2 separate regions of the Lactuca sativa genome follow, and region 1 is linked to region 2. The links are chromatin contacts, called in public Hi-C maps. All regions are on one chromosome and are shown on one strand. The core of a region is the stretch at or near the end of the contact, and the rest is flanking DNA. Distances in the headings are between cores, read along the strand shown. Region 1 holds the start of LOC111888653 (bZIP transcription factor 12). Region 2 holds the start of LOC111888660 (fasciclin-like arabinogalactan protein 19).

Region 1 (7,359 bases), core at 1,116-3,615, 150 kb after region 2:
ATGAAAGTATTTCATTTTCACAATGTTTATGTAAAGATGTAATGAATAACTTGTAAACTATACCCATTATAGTTTTTCTGAAAGTGTGTACCATTTGGTGATAAAAACTCGATGTAATACTAACTTTATAAGTAAGTTATAATGTTGTTATCGAAGTTATTTAACATTTATAAAAATGTAGGTGGTGTATTTGGATCTGTATAAAACGATAAGTTTTTCTCGTATTGCACTTGTATTTCCCCCCTAAAACATGAAAAGACGTGAAAAGAAAGTAAGGATATGAATTCACTTGGAAAGTGTGACGATTCGAAGAAAACAAGATTTTTCTCGGGCGACACTTCAACCGGAAAGTGGCGAGATTCTCGGGAATCTCGGGGCTTCGGACCTTCGTCGGGGCTGACGTATGAAACCGGGGTGTCGGGGTCGTCTCGGGATGCTAAATGGGAAGTAAAAGTGAGAGAGAAGAGAGAAATGGTTAAGGAAAGTCGGAGGTCTCGAATGGTATTTATAGGTGGGGAAAACTGCCCTCGTACGCTGGGCGTACACTGAAGTACGTGGGGCATACCTCGTACGTTGGGCGTACCTACGTACTCGGGGCATACGTCAGCGATGGCGTCACAGTCCCTGGTCTTCGGATGGGATGGCCGTAGAGTGGTAGGGGCGATGTGGCCGATCCGAGTCCATGCATCTCGTACGCTGGTCGTACTCCGAAGTACGTTGGGCGTACTCCTTCGGATAAGCTTTGTAATGCGTGCCAAAAACTTCAAAAATGCATAACTTCGCATATGAGCTTCGTTTTTGACGTTCTTTATATCCGCGCGTAGGTGAGAACATACTCTACAACTTTCATTTAGACTTCGTCGGCTAATTTTGACTTTTAATATTTTATTTTAAATAGGCCGGGACAGGATAATTTCGTTAAAAATCCATAACTTCTTTACCCGATGTCCGTTTTCGTCTGTCTTTTTACCATTGTACTACTATTGTAGAGACCTTTAATTCTTGTTTAGGTTGCATCGGTTAACAAATCGCTCGATCTTTATTCCGAGTTTTTAGCTGTCTACCACTGTTCCGAAACTTAGAAAAATCGTAACTTATTCATACAAAGTCAGATTTGGGCGTTTCTTTTTATGCATGCTCACGGTTTAACGTAATCTACGACTTTCATTTAGGTGCCTAAGGATAAAAATTATTTTATTGAAGTTTCACTTTTTACGCTTATTAGTGTTTTACTAGGTGTGTCGTGGATTTTCGATTGGTCATAACTTCTTTATTATAACTCGGATTTGAGTGTTCTTTATATTTTTGGAAACCTTGGCACGATATCTAACACTTTATGCATCCCAATTTAGATTTTAGAAGACTTCATTTTTTACGCTGATTTCATTGATTCTAAATAGTTCATTATATTTGACTTTTTGAATGTTACATTGGTTTGAAAAATATCCGGTTGTCACAGTAACACCCTATAAATCGGGTAAGTATGAGGATCGAGAGTAACTTTTGTGCTCTCAAGTTTGTAAAACACTCTCAAACTCTTGTACCTTTTACAGACAAAATATGAGTCAATCAGATTTTATTTACTCGATGTATTCTATCTGTATTTTTTGACTGATTACATATTCATTACTCGATTCTAACTCATATTAACTGGTATCAGAGCACGTTTCATTCAATCAGTTTTGTTTTCTTGTGTTTTTCATATTTTTTGAATCGCTCTTTCTGATTCAAAGTTTACCAATCAGAAAACTTGTTTTAATTGATTGTTTTGTTTTGATTTTGCATTCTGTTGGTTAAATCGAGTGATTATTGGTCAATTTCTATTTGATTCTCCTTTCAGATCTCTATTTAATTAAAAAATCTCATTTGTCCGTACAATAATGACGAACTTTAACATGAACACAATGTCGAGTTTCTCACACTTGCTTGGATCATCTACGAAGATTCCAATACTCATTCCTGAATACTATGAGCAGTGGGCCGACAGAATGAGGTTTATCTTTTCGTAGTCTACTTGACATGACAATATACATTTACTTTAGAAAAATCAAACTATGAAATTTTCACATATGGCTTAGATTTTCATACCTATACATTTGCTAAAACCCAGATTTCCCATCTATAAAAATCTGATAAAAAATTACCAACCAACATTTTCACATGTGATGAGCAGATAAAAATCCTTTGATCATTTGGATAATTTTACTAATGTTTGGCTATTTCTTGAAATTAATTGTTGGAAACTGATTTGTCTTTGTCTGGTTTTAATGAAATTGCTTTTCGAAAAAAAGGAAATTGCTTTTCGAAAAAAACGTAAATTAAATTAAAAGAAAAAATAATCCAGCAAACTATTTTTCTTTTTTTCTTTTTATAGAATCATAGAAAGAAAATTTGGACACGCATCTACCCGTGACCATCCCCTGCCGGCTTTCTTACATGTTCGATAATGACAAAAGTACCCTCACTATTTGCGTCTTTAACTCCCGCCGAACGAGGACATAACCGTCCATACAGTCGATTTTTCTCTCTCTCCGTTTCCTTCTCTCTCTAAAAATGGTTTCTGTATTTGTATAACTTCCGAACTGCCGGCGAGTCTCTCGGTCGTACTCCTTTTCACCCTCTCCACTCTTCTCTTCCAACTGATTCCTCTATTCCTACTATAAACCCCTGAAGATTTGATTTAGTTTTTTTCGATTGAATTGGTTGAATTATTTGTATGGCGTCGTCGAAGGTGATGGCATCATCATCGCCGGCGAATCAGGATCTACAACGTCATCAAGCATTCGGTCTCACCGATCACAACAGCAATTTAATTTCAATGAATATGGACGATCTCCTTAAGAACATTTACGAGGATTCGCGTCAGGCGCCGGGTAGTTTTCCCGCCGGTGCTGGTGGTGGAAAGACGATGGATGAAAGGTTAAAGGAGATCGTGGATGGAAGTGTCGGTGATCCAGAGATGACTCTAGAGGATTTTCTGACGAAGGCCGGAGCTGTTAGGGAGGAGGATGTAGTGAAATTGCCGCCGGTATCTGCCTCGGCGGTCATTTCGGAATATCCTGGAGTTGTTGATCCGATTATATGTGGCGGTGCCGGTGCCGGTGCCGGAGCTGGGGCTTCTTTTCAAGTCATGCCTCAGCAACACATGCAATTTGGGAGTGCGATTGGTACAAGTGCGGGAACAAGCGGCGGTGGGAGAGGTAAGAGGAAGGTTGTGGTGGAAGATCCGCCGGTTGACAAGGCAACGCAGCAGAAACAGAGAAGGATGATCAAGAACAGAGAATCGGCTGCAAGGTCCAGGGAGCGAAAGCAGGTTAGTTTTTTCGTTAATCTACTAAATTAATTTTTCCTTTCTAGTATTAGTGTTTTGTTTTGAAATCTATCCACAAATTCCAGGCTTACACAGTCGAATTAGAAGCTCTGGTAACTCAATTGGAAGAAGAACATGCAAAATTGTTAAAAGAAGTGGTATAATTTTATGTGAAATTCGATACACACTTTCTGATTATCCATCGACCATCTTCCTCATAGATTCTGAATGATAAATCTACTTGCAGGATGAACTGAACAAGGAGAGGCTTAAACAGGTTAGTTTCACACCTTATAAACCTGTAAACCTACCAAAACTTACTTTCACACTCATCATCGTGATTCCTTTTAAATCAATTCAAGATTCTTTCTTTTCAGAAAAAAAACAGTGATGATTTTGATAGTTAGCTAATTATCTTTATCATTCTCATGTATTTATTCAAAACCCCCTTTTGAATGCTCTTGTTGGTAGCTCAACTGTCACCCAAATGAGAAGACCCTCAATACCATATTATGAAATGCAATCTCAAAAAAGTTAGTAAATTTGACCCAAATATCAAATTTTGATGATGAATCCTTGAGACTGTGTAAAAAGACATAAATGCCCTTTTTATTTTGTATTGATTTGTTGTGGAACGAACAGCTAATGCAGAATCTGGTGCCGGTTTTGGAGAAGAGAAGGCCACCAAGAGTACTTCGAAGAACTAATTCGATGTGAAATTAGGGTTTATTTGTTAATTTTTAAAGTTTACAATTAAAATGAAAAACATAGGGTTTGTTCTTGTTCTCTTGGTTCACCCATTTGTAAAGAGTGGTGGAAAAAGACCCAAGTTATCTTTTGTGCATACTTGTTAGGGGCCAAAAAGCTGATATACCCTCCTCCCTCGACTAATTCATATGTATTTTCACTACTAATACTTAATGTTTTTCATATCCACTAAACTTACAAATCTTGTTTTTTATTTCATATCTTTTTGTACAAGTGAGTAAATCGTCTTTTAAGTTTTCAACCAAATGAACTGTAATTTTTTTTCTTGAAATACTCATGTTTAATGGTTAAGTAAAATATTTGATTATGGAATAACAAAACAACATTATGAAATATGAGCTGAAGGGCATCAAGACATTAAGTCCTCAACATAACCATCCCTGGAATTGGGTAGGCCCAATAGACAAGGCCACCCAAAGCATTCAAATAGCCTTTTTTAAGAGTTATTAAGGTGGCTTAATATAGCATGAGAAGTGTATTTTCAGAGTTTATAACCATTTACTCTATGAAAAAGGTCTACGAATTCACGAAGTTCCTTTGTTAATTGAAAACTTTGCAAATATTAGCTGGAAATTCGCATAAAAAAATCAAAATCATGAAGTTTCCACAAGGTTAATAATATTTTGTGGTTGAAAAAAATGTCCAAGGTAAAATGAATATTTCTTGAAAATGTATAGGAGCAAAGGTTCATGAGATTTTTGTTAGAAAAAGTAACCCGTAACCCACCAAGGCTAAACGGTGTTGTGGTAGTGGCTTTCCCGACGTCCCACGTGGCTCTTTTTATCGCCGGTGAACAACGACCGCTAACACCATTTTTGTCGGCGGCATATTGCCATCGGCGAGTTTCTACCGCCCAAAAATGTGACCGTTGCATCTTGGGGAACGTTGCATTTTGACCGTTGGGAAGAAGTATGATTTTTTTTGTTACCCAAAAAACACTATAAATGTACACATATCACCTCTTTAATCCACACCAAACACAACCATTTTACTCTTTGAAATGTCAAACAACGAAATTGTTTCCAACTCTTCCAACCCAATTGCATTCTTCGGTTACGATCGAGCACCACCACTACGTTACGGGACACAAATGCCACAACAAAACCAAATGTTTGTAGGTGGTGTTCCTAGCTTCTATTTTTTGTTTCAAATGCCACAACAATTCCAATATCAACACCATGACCAACACCCTCAACTGAAACACAAACTAAAATCCAATTCCAATCTCAACTGTCTTTAACACCCTCAGCAGAAAATGTTTACGATTCTAAACCTAAACAAGAAGTTCAACCAAAAAAAGGAAAGGAAGAAGATGGAGTCAAAAAGAAGAAACGGAATTAGTGAAGGCATGGGTCGACATATCGGAAGATAACGCCGCCAAATACGATCAATTTTGGTTGCGTGTTATGGAGCGATTTTGTAGGGGTATGGGCCAAAATCCGAATCAGACGAGTGACCAATGCAACTCAAAATGGTCTAATATAAACAAACTTGTTACTCATTGGAACAGAGTCTATGCAAACTTTGAAAATTAATGGGCTAGCGGGGAAAGTGAGGCAAGTTTGTTGCGAAAAAACACATGCGACATTCTAAAAACAAATTCGAAAACCTTTTAAATTCATGCATGTTTGGGATGCTAAAAATAAGTGTTCAGTTGAGAGAACTTGGAAAATATGAAGACATTTTGAGGCCTTCAGAAAGAAGCAAAATGTCTTCATATTCGAATTCACAACAAGTGTCATCGTACGGTCACATTGGTGTTGATCTTAATGATGATAATCATGACATTGAAGAAATTGAAGCTCCTCGTCGTTCCATGAGAAGGGACAAAGCAAAAGCAAGAGGAAAAGGAAAATCAAAAGCGATGTCTTCAAATTCATCGGTTGGAACCGGGCGGTCAACAAAATTAGAGGAAATGATGGCACAAATAGTACAACTGAATACAACCTTGGTGAAACATATGACAGAAACTGTCCAAATCATGAAATATTCGTTGCTAATGTCAGACGTTGGGCACCTCAACCCCGAAGATCAAAAAACGACGAAGGTGGTCAAAGCGTCCATTCGGGAAAGTAGAATCTTCAACGCAAATGAAATTTCGATGTTATATTTTTCTAAGTATTTTTAATTTTATGTTTTTTCTAAATTTTCAAGAATATAGTGTTTTAAATTCCTGTGTTGTTTTAACTTACTAGGATTTTAAATGAAATTTATATTTTATTTTAATTAATATTATTGTAGTTTTTATTTAAAAAATTCTTATTTTTAAAATTGAAAAAAAAAAAAAATCATAAACAAATACATCACCATACCATGGTCATAGGCAAAAATAGGCAACAATTGTAAAATGTTAGGTCACGCATGCGTCACTAGACCACTATTTAGTCTAAGGCTTAAAATTATTACACTTAAACCATTTTTGTTACCCTTTATGAAGCTATATATTCAAAAAAAAAATCATTTACCTGATTTTGAGATTTTCTTTTTCAACTCGTATAAAAATGTACTCTGGCTAAAAGGTATGGTGGTTGTTTTGTCAATCGTAAAAATATGAAACATTGGCGTCACGTAGAATTTTACTACATAGAGCATACATAAACTCATCATCGTTGGACATCTGCTTCTATCATGGGCCAATAATAAAAAAAAAATAACTTTCTAGGTGAGCCATCATTTTTGCCACAGTTTGCTTATGAGTGATTATGAGTGAGATGTGGTGATATTTTTACCTTTGAAATAAAAAATAAAATAAATAAAAATAAAACTTTAACTTTGCAATGACCAATCAATAGCTAGAATGGAAACAAAACCTCCAAAGATTCATAATTTTTCATAGGTGAAAGTTTACCTTTGAGGATTGTCATTGGCAAAAAAAAATAGGTTGGGGGTGGTGTTTACCGCCCTTACATGCCTACACAGGCATACCCACAACAAATAGGGTAGGACATTGTTTAGTCTTAAACTAGTGAATATTACCTTTAAAGTTTGAATTGTTAGTACTTTCATGAATTCACTAGCTAAAGTTCTTAAGAGTTCTATTAAAAAAAAATCCTCAAAATAGATGATGTTTGTGATAAATTTTGAGAATTTAACTGTTTTTGTATACCAAGTTAGTCATTTTAGTGAATAACTTTTTATTTTTAAAATCTAATGATAGAAGAAAACATATCATCTTCATGAATGAAAATAAATTGGTGCATGTAGACTAATATCAATATGATAAAAATTATATTTATTTTGTCAAACCTAAAAGAGTAGAACAAGGACTCGAACGTGTTCTC
Region 2 (6,831 bases), core at 1,200-3,699:
AAGCTAGCTTGGAATCCATGTTAAAAGTGGAGGCTGTAGCAGAGGGAACAGGGTTAGATGACATGGAAAATGATGCTCTTTATGATCCAATTGAACCTGATCAAGGTTTACCAGATGATGATTATGCGGATGATGCTGGTGGAGGGGATGATGATGGTGGTGGCATGGATGACTAACAACTAAAATGATATTTTATTTAATTGTGATTTTTTTTTGGGTGCATGAATTGATTATCATATCACCCCATTATGCTATTTGATCCCAAGTTACATAAATAGTGTTAGATAAGATATTTACGAGTCTTGGTATTGAATCTGGAAAAGGAAAAAGCGAGACTGAAATTATATTAATAGAGAAAATAGGCCCACTGTAAATTCCAAGTTACAGAAATGCTTCCAGAAATTTGCTTCGTTTTTGTTTTTAACCACGAATAACACTAGCACTTAAAAAATAGAAATCGACCCTTTAGAACTAAAGTGTTATAGTTTGCGTTAGTTGAAATTATACGATTGGTCATTTATGGTTTGCCAAAACATGCACGGTGAGGACAAATGTTTGAAAAATCTCATGATAATATCTTGTTAATTAGCAAGCTATTTAAAAAATAACTCATCTATTAAGTACTTTTTGTCATGAAATAACTATTAAAAAAAAAAAAAACTCTTAAAAGTCACCTATTGGGGATGCTTTTATGTTGGAGCTCATTTATGAAAACATTGTCTTTTACCTTGTGGATGTGTGACTATCTACACTTCTACCTCTTTGTTACCCTATTCTTATTGTACTTGAGTTTTGTTGATAAATTTGTTATTTTTCATCATCTAAAAATTTATATATCAGAGATTTGTCAAACATACAATCACTTTTTATTTAACTCCAACTAAAACAGAAAACATATGCTCATATAAGACATTCTTCCAAACAAATATGTTTCATTTAGATAAATACTTATCGAAAAAAATAGAACAAGTCCCTAGTCTTGTACCAAAATAATTCTTATTTAAAATGCTTTTAGTAATTTCATGTCGTTTGTTAGTGCAGTTTCCATCAATTAATCACAGAAAAATCAAACACGAGGTCTACTGGAAATATAGCAATTTCAACAGAACAAAAATATATTTTTATTGAAGAATGATTTTCAGTAGGATTCAGAAGAAACATATCCTAATTCAAAGAAAATATGAAACATACACTAATAGCAGTAAAAATTACCAGATGTTTTAGCCTTATTTCTGTGCACAAATCATGTCAGATGCGATATAGAGCTTTCGCGCATGGATTGCAGCATTCTTCGGATCAACACCGTTATCAGCCAGCCAACAGTCGACGGTCTCATCATCCGCCGGAGTAAATTTCTGTAGACGGTTACTGGTCTGTTCGGTGGCCGATGAAAGGTCGTCGTCGGCGACAGCAGAAGTCAACTCTAATAGCTTTGCTCTTGACACGTGTTCCTCAAGATACGTGGAATCACTCGGCGACTGATTAGGGCTAGCAATTCCGTCGGTCGTTGGGGATAAATCGGAAGAAGAATCGGAAGGAGGAGACTGCACGTCCTCCGGAAACTGAAACGTGAGATTTCCGATTGGATTATAATCAAGAGGAGGAGGAAGGTCCTGTGTAGAGGAGCTAGGAGGTGGCAAATCAGCGTCCGGCGATTGCAAACTCATGTTACCGGAGAGATCCGACAACGATGCGGCTGTTACATTCGGAAGTGAACTTCTTGTATGAGGTCTGAACTCGAGAATGCCATCTAATCCATGTACAGCAATGTCTCTACCATAGAACATACCAGGAACAACGATATCAACACCTCCGACTGTAATCAACGATCTCGGATCCCGGCGCTGCTCGACGAGAATATTCTGACCAGGCATGAGCGTAGGAATGTAATTCTCACCAGGCGGAAGGCTTAACAGATCGGAGATCGACATACGGCGGGGGACGACGTGGTATCGGAGAGCCTCAACGTAATTTGACGCCGCCATGGTCATGTCAATAGCAAACAGAGCCGAATTGATCGGTGCAAATAAGGTGAAGTTGCCGTTGGATTTGATATCGTAGTGGATGTCGGAAGTGGCGATGGCGTTGGCGAAGAGATGGTAGCCTCTGCCTCTCAATACTCCAAACACGACGTTAAGTTCGCCTTCACGGACGGCGCTAACGATGGCGATGTTGATGATGGCTATTGGTATGATAAGGAGAGGGATGATCACGAAGGTTGAGATGCCGGAAGTAGATGATGCCATTGTTGCCGGAGGAGAAAGAGAACACTGTTGTTCGCGAGATGATTGATTTTGGCGGGATCTTCCTTTTTCTGTTGCAACTGAACTTACGGAAGTCCCAAAGTCGGTGTGAATGACATGTTATTTACAATACCTGCCATTGGTTTGACCCGCTTTCTAAAACCTTATGTACAGAATATCCGAACAAACTGCGTAATAAAATCATATACAGTAAAGGGATAATGACTTAAAATGGTAATAAACTTTTGATTTTGTTTATATTTAGTCATTAAATTGTTTTTCATTTTTCTTTTGTCACTGAACTATTGAAACTGTTTACATTTTACCCTTATGACCGGTAACAACCGGTCATAAGGGTCAAATGTGAAAAGTTTCAATAATTCAGTGACAAATAAATAATGAAAAAAAGTTTAATGATTAAATGTGAACAAAATTGAAAGTTCGTTTTCCTCTAAAAAAAGTTCAATAACCAAATGTAAACAAACTTTCCTCTTATATTATGGTTTAACAAATTATGTATTGTTGTTAAATTTTAACAACATTTGTTGATGAATAAATCTATGAAAAAAAAAAAAAAAACAAAACCCCGCAAAAGGTATAAAAATCAAAAAACGAAACCAACATTTTATGTTATAAGTTTTATGATATAAAACTATTTAATATTATATGTATAAAAATTATCTTAATATTATATATATGAATTTTGTGTTATAAAATTATGCAACATATAAATTGATCTACACTAAGCCATATACATTGTTTATAAAAAATACATACGTATATTGATACATTATATATATTGTTATACTTCATGTATTGACATACATCATATTAATATATTACTATTAAAAAGGATATAAAAAATGAAAGTCAAGTTGTTTAGAATTTAGACATTTTTAATTTATCTGGACAATTGATTTATATTTGAGATTGCATTTTCTTAAAATGTTTGAATAGTTATTGAAATTTATGATTATTTAATTAGACATATGGAATTAAGTAAAACCGTTAACATGTTTTATGAAGTGTTGCGCCCAAACCACCCCAACCATATTACCTTTACAAAATATTATTTTTGAGAAAGAAATAGCTAAATATTCAATAATTAAAATGACACTATTCTTTTTTCTTTCAAAAAAGTCACTCATAATTTAAAAAAGTTTTAGAAAAAAACAATTCATATTTAAATAACTATTTTAAAAAATAAGGTTTCTATTTTTCTTTTCTTCGGATACAACGTAATTTCTGACCATGAAACACAATTTCTTAATAGCTATGGGTGAGAATGGTTCATTTTTTTTGTTAAACCAAAATTAGATTGAAATTTCTGATTTTTTATTTTGAAAAATACCAAACCATTGGTTTTTTTTATTTCGGTTTTGGCTTTTCGTTTTTTTAAATATATTTTTTGGGGTTATGTTTTTTTATTTTATATATTTCTTCATCAACAAATGTTGCTAGAATTTAACAAAAATAAATAATTTGCAAAAACATAATGCAAGAGTAAGTTTGTTCACATTTAAACATCATTGAATTTTTTTAGAGGGAAATGAACTTTAGACTTTGTTCACATTTAGTCACTAAACTTTTTCTCATTATATATTTGCCACTGAATTATTGAAATTGTTCACATTTTACCCTTATGACCAGTTTTTACCGGTTATAAGGGTAAAATATGAACAGTTTCAATAGTTCAGTGGCAAATATATAATGAAAAAAAGTTTAGTGACTAAATGTGAACAAAATCGAAAGTTTCTTACCCTTTCAAGTCATTATCCCCTCTAGAAATGAATATAAAAAAAAGTTGTCAATAAATTTAATTTATTGTGTTTTGACATGTTATTACTACAAGTTTATAAACAGAATAATCTGTTTTTCTAAAATATTTACGGGTTAGTGGTACTTTCAAACTTATTTACCAATTAATTGTATTTTTGTTTTTAAAGATAACAAAAACTTAATCCTCTTATAATTAGCTTACACTCTCTTCATCGGTGAAACTGTCCTAGAACTTGTTGTTCAAGAAGCTCTAATTTCTTCCTTGCAGTTGGTATCGAAATTACCATCGTTCTTGGACTCGTTGTTGTTCTCATGCTGTCTCCGTTGTTCTCTTGTCCATTTTTCGCCTTCCGCGACTATAATTGGTATTGTCGTTGCTCAATTTTCGGCTTAACATCACTTTATGTTCTATGTTTGTTCATTTTTATAGCTATTGCAAAAATAAATCAATAGAGTGGAGATGTCGGTCGTTTCACTTTTCCATTTATGACTTCCTTTTAAGAATAATAAAGTGCAAAAGGGAAAAATCCAGTCCGATAGGAACAATTCAGTCTGATACAGATACCAAGTAATAGGAACAATCCAGTCTGATAGAACAATCCAATCCGATACAGATACCAAGTGATAGGAATAAAAAGTGAAATTGTTGCAAAGAGAGTTTGTGAAATAACCCCAAGTAATAGGAACAATCCAGTTCGATACAGATACCAATGCCAAAATTTTGGAGCATGTTAAGGTTTTGGGTGAGTATTAAGAAGTTGTCACACCCCCAAACTAGACGGCGGAAATGTCCGAGGGATCGCGTGAATCAAATTAAATATCATCACAATGAATATACATGAAACATAACATAAACTTCACCATGCATTAATACATTACAACTGACATTGTTCATATCAAGTACATTGTTTAAATATTACATATCCATAGCATAAATTGTTTGAAAGTTTTCAAAGCATAACACCCTAACATACTTGGTATTACTGTTCAGCTTACCTGTTACCTGAGAATACAAGTTATTTTGAAAACGTCAACATATGGAATTGTCACACCCCCGAACCAGACGACGGAAACGTCTGAGGGCTGTTGTGACTCAATTGAATACCATCACAGTGAATATACATGAAACATAACATCATTCATCACCATGCATTGAAATAGTACAACTGGTAGTGTTTACATTTAGTACATTGTTTCATAACATTACATTCCCAAAAAGTAGATTGTTCGATACTAGTTAAACAAACAACAAGACATCACTGAGTATATTTTTCCTTTCGATTTACCTGTTACCTGAGAATACAAGTATTTTGAAAAACGTCAACATATGAAATGTTGGTGAGTTCATAAGTAATGTTTGAAATATAATGTTTTGTATTGTTTTGAAAACCACCAGAAAATCCGATATTTTCTGAAAAGAGTATCGTGTAAAAAGTGTGAAGATCCGTAAGTATGCTTGTTTGTTTCTATAAATGTAAAAAAAAAATTGTTAGACTTAGTATGCGTCTTGTAGGTGTATGAATTGAAAACCCTAGGAAAACCCGATGTTTTCCTAATACTTTGAATTACGCGTTTTGTATTTTGTTATACCGTTGTGACGTGTGTATTCGATAATTCCAGGTGACATTGGATTAATTATGGATTGTGAATTGTTATAAACACGCATTAATGAAAACGACTAGTTTACAACTATACAAACGAACCCTTAGGCGTCGTCCGTACTATTCACTTAATCCAACCACCCTAACTTCTCATAGCCCCACAACCGAGGAGAAAAGAGGGTGCGAAGCCCCCGCTATTTCCATAAGTCGTTCAAGGCTATCGTGAATGCGAAAGACCCTTGGCCCGACTCGCATTTGTGAATTCTCGACTTTGCTAGCAGTACCAAAAGACCCTTGGGACCCAACAGCACAAAAGCCATTGAAAGTCCTTTTACATGGAATTAGGTCATATAAGACCCAACAACATGTAAGCGAGTTTCCTTCGGGCCTAAAGATCATGTCATTGGGCTAGCTAGGCCCAACAAGCACGATTTGAAACTTTCGGGCCCAAAGATGGTGTATCGACGTCTGGTGAATTCCCGCGTGTGTATTGACTTCCCGTAATTTCAGCGTGTGTATTGTAGTATCGTCGTGTATATATTTTTGATTCATTATTGATTGGAGACCGAATCAATTCGTTTGGTAACGATTTTTGGTGTTGAAGGTGTATTATGTTTCGTCAGTAGTCGTGGTACTAGTATTTCATCATGACGGATTTATTGTTTAAAACATTAGAATTTTACTTTTTGCAGCCCCTTTCTTTTGGATAAATTTACACTTTTGACCCTTTGTATAAAAGAATTTCCATTTTAGTCCTTAAACCATTTTTCTTGACACTTTAGTATCAAAACTTGTTGAAAAGGTATTTTTCAGCTCAAATTTATTTGAAAAACAGTTTTAGTCCCTTAGAATGAAGTTTTCTCGACTGAAACCTCTATTTTCGCAATTTTTACACTTTTGGCCCAAAATAGAAATTTTTTGTATCTTTGGTCCCTTTTAAATATGAAAAGTATTTTTAACCCTTGAAATGGACTTGGAGCACTAGTAGTCTCCTGTTTTACAGAAAAGTACAGTTTCAGCCCTTCAAATTTGAAAATCTCGCAATTTGGGCTTTATTGGGCCGAAAAATTCATTTTTGGCCCATTATGCTTAAAAATTCACATTTTAATCCTTCAAAAGAGTAAATTTCCAGAAAATACATTTTTGAAACTGTTTTGACTCATCTCAACCATCAGAGTTTGCATTTTGTCATTTTGGGCCCTTTGAAT

The links. A called contact is a pair of places that touch in the nucleus more often than the background predicts.
Region 1: a contact with region 2 is called in a Hi-C map of leaf, with 6 times the contacts expected there. The contact joins the promoter of LOC111888653 here to the promoter of LOC111888660 in region 2. A contact is called at or near these places in 2 of 4 Hi-C or Micro-C datasets (both in leaf).

The regions. Positions count from the first base shown.
Region 1 is chr7:142,186,970-142,194,328 of Lsat_Salinas_v11, forward strand. LOC111888653 (bZIP transcription factor 12) reads left to right here and starts at 2,366. Exons shown (of 5, transcript XM_023884784.3): 1 at 2,366-3,313; 2 at 3,397-3,468; 3 at 3,558-3,587; 4 at 3,782-3,843; 5 at 3,953-4,276. The coding sequence starts at 2,717. The coding sequence ends at 3,826.
Region 2 is chr7:142,032,399-142,039,229 of Lsat_Salinas_v11, forward strand. It overlaps LOC111888660 (fasciclin-like arabinogalactan protein 19), which reads right to left and starts at 2,450. Exons shown (of 1, transcript XM_023884791.3): 1 at 1,106-2,450. The coding sequence starts at 2,246. The coding sequence ends at 1,227. LOC111888654 (probable helicase MAGATAMA 3) reads left to right here. Exons shown (of 19, transcript XM_023884785.3): 19 at 1-424. The coding sequence ends at 176.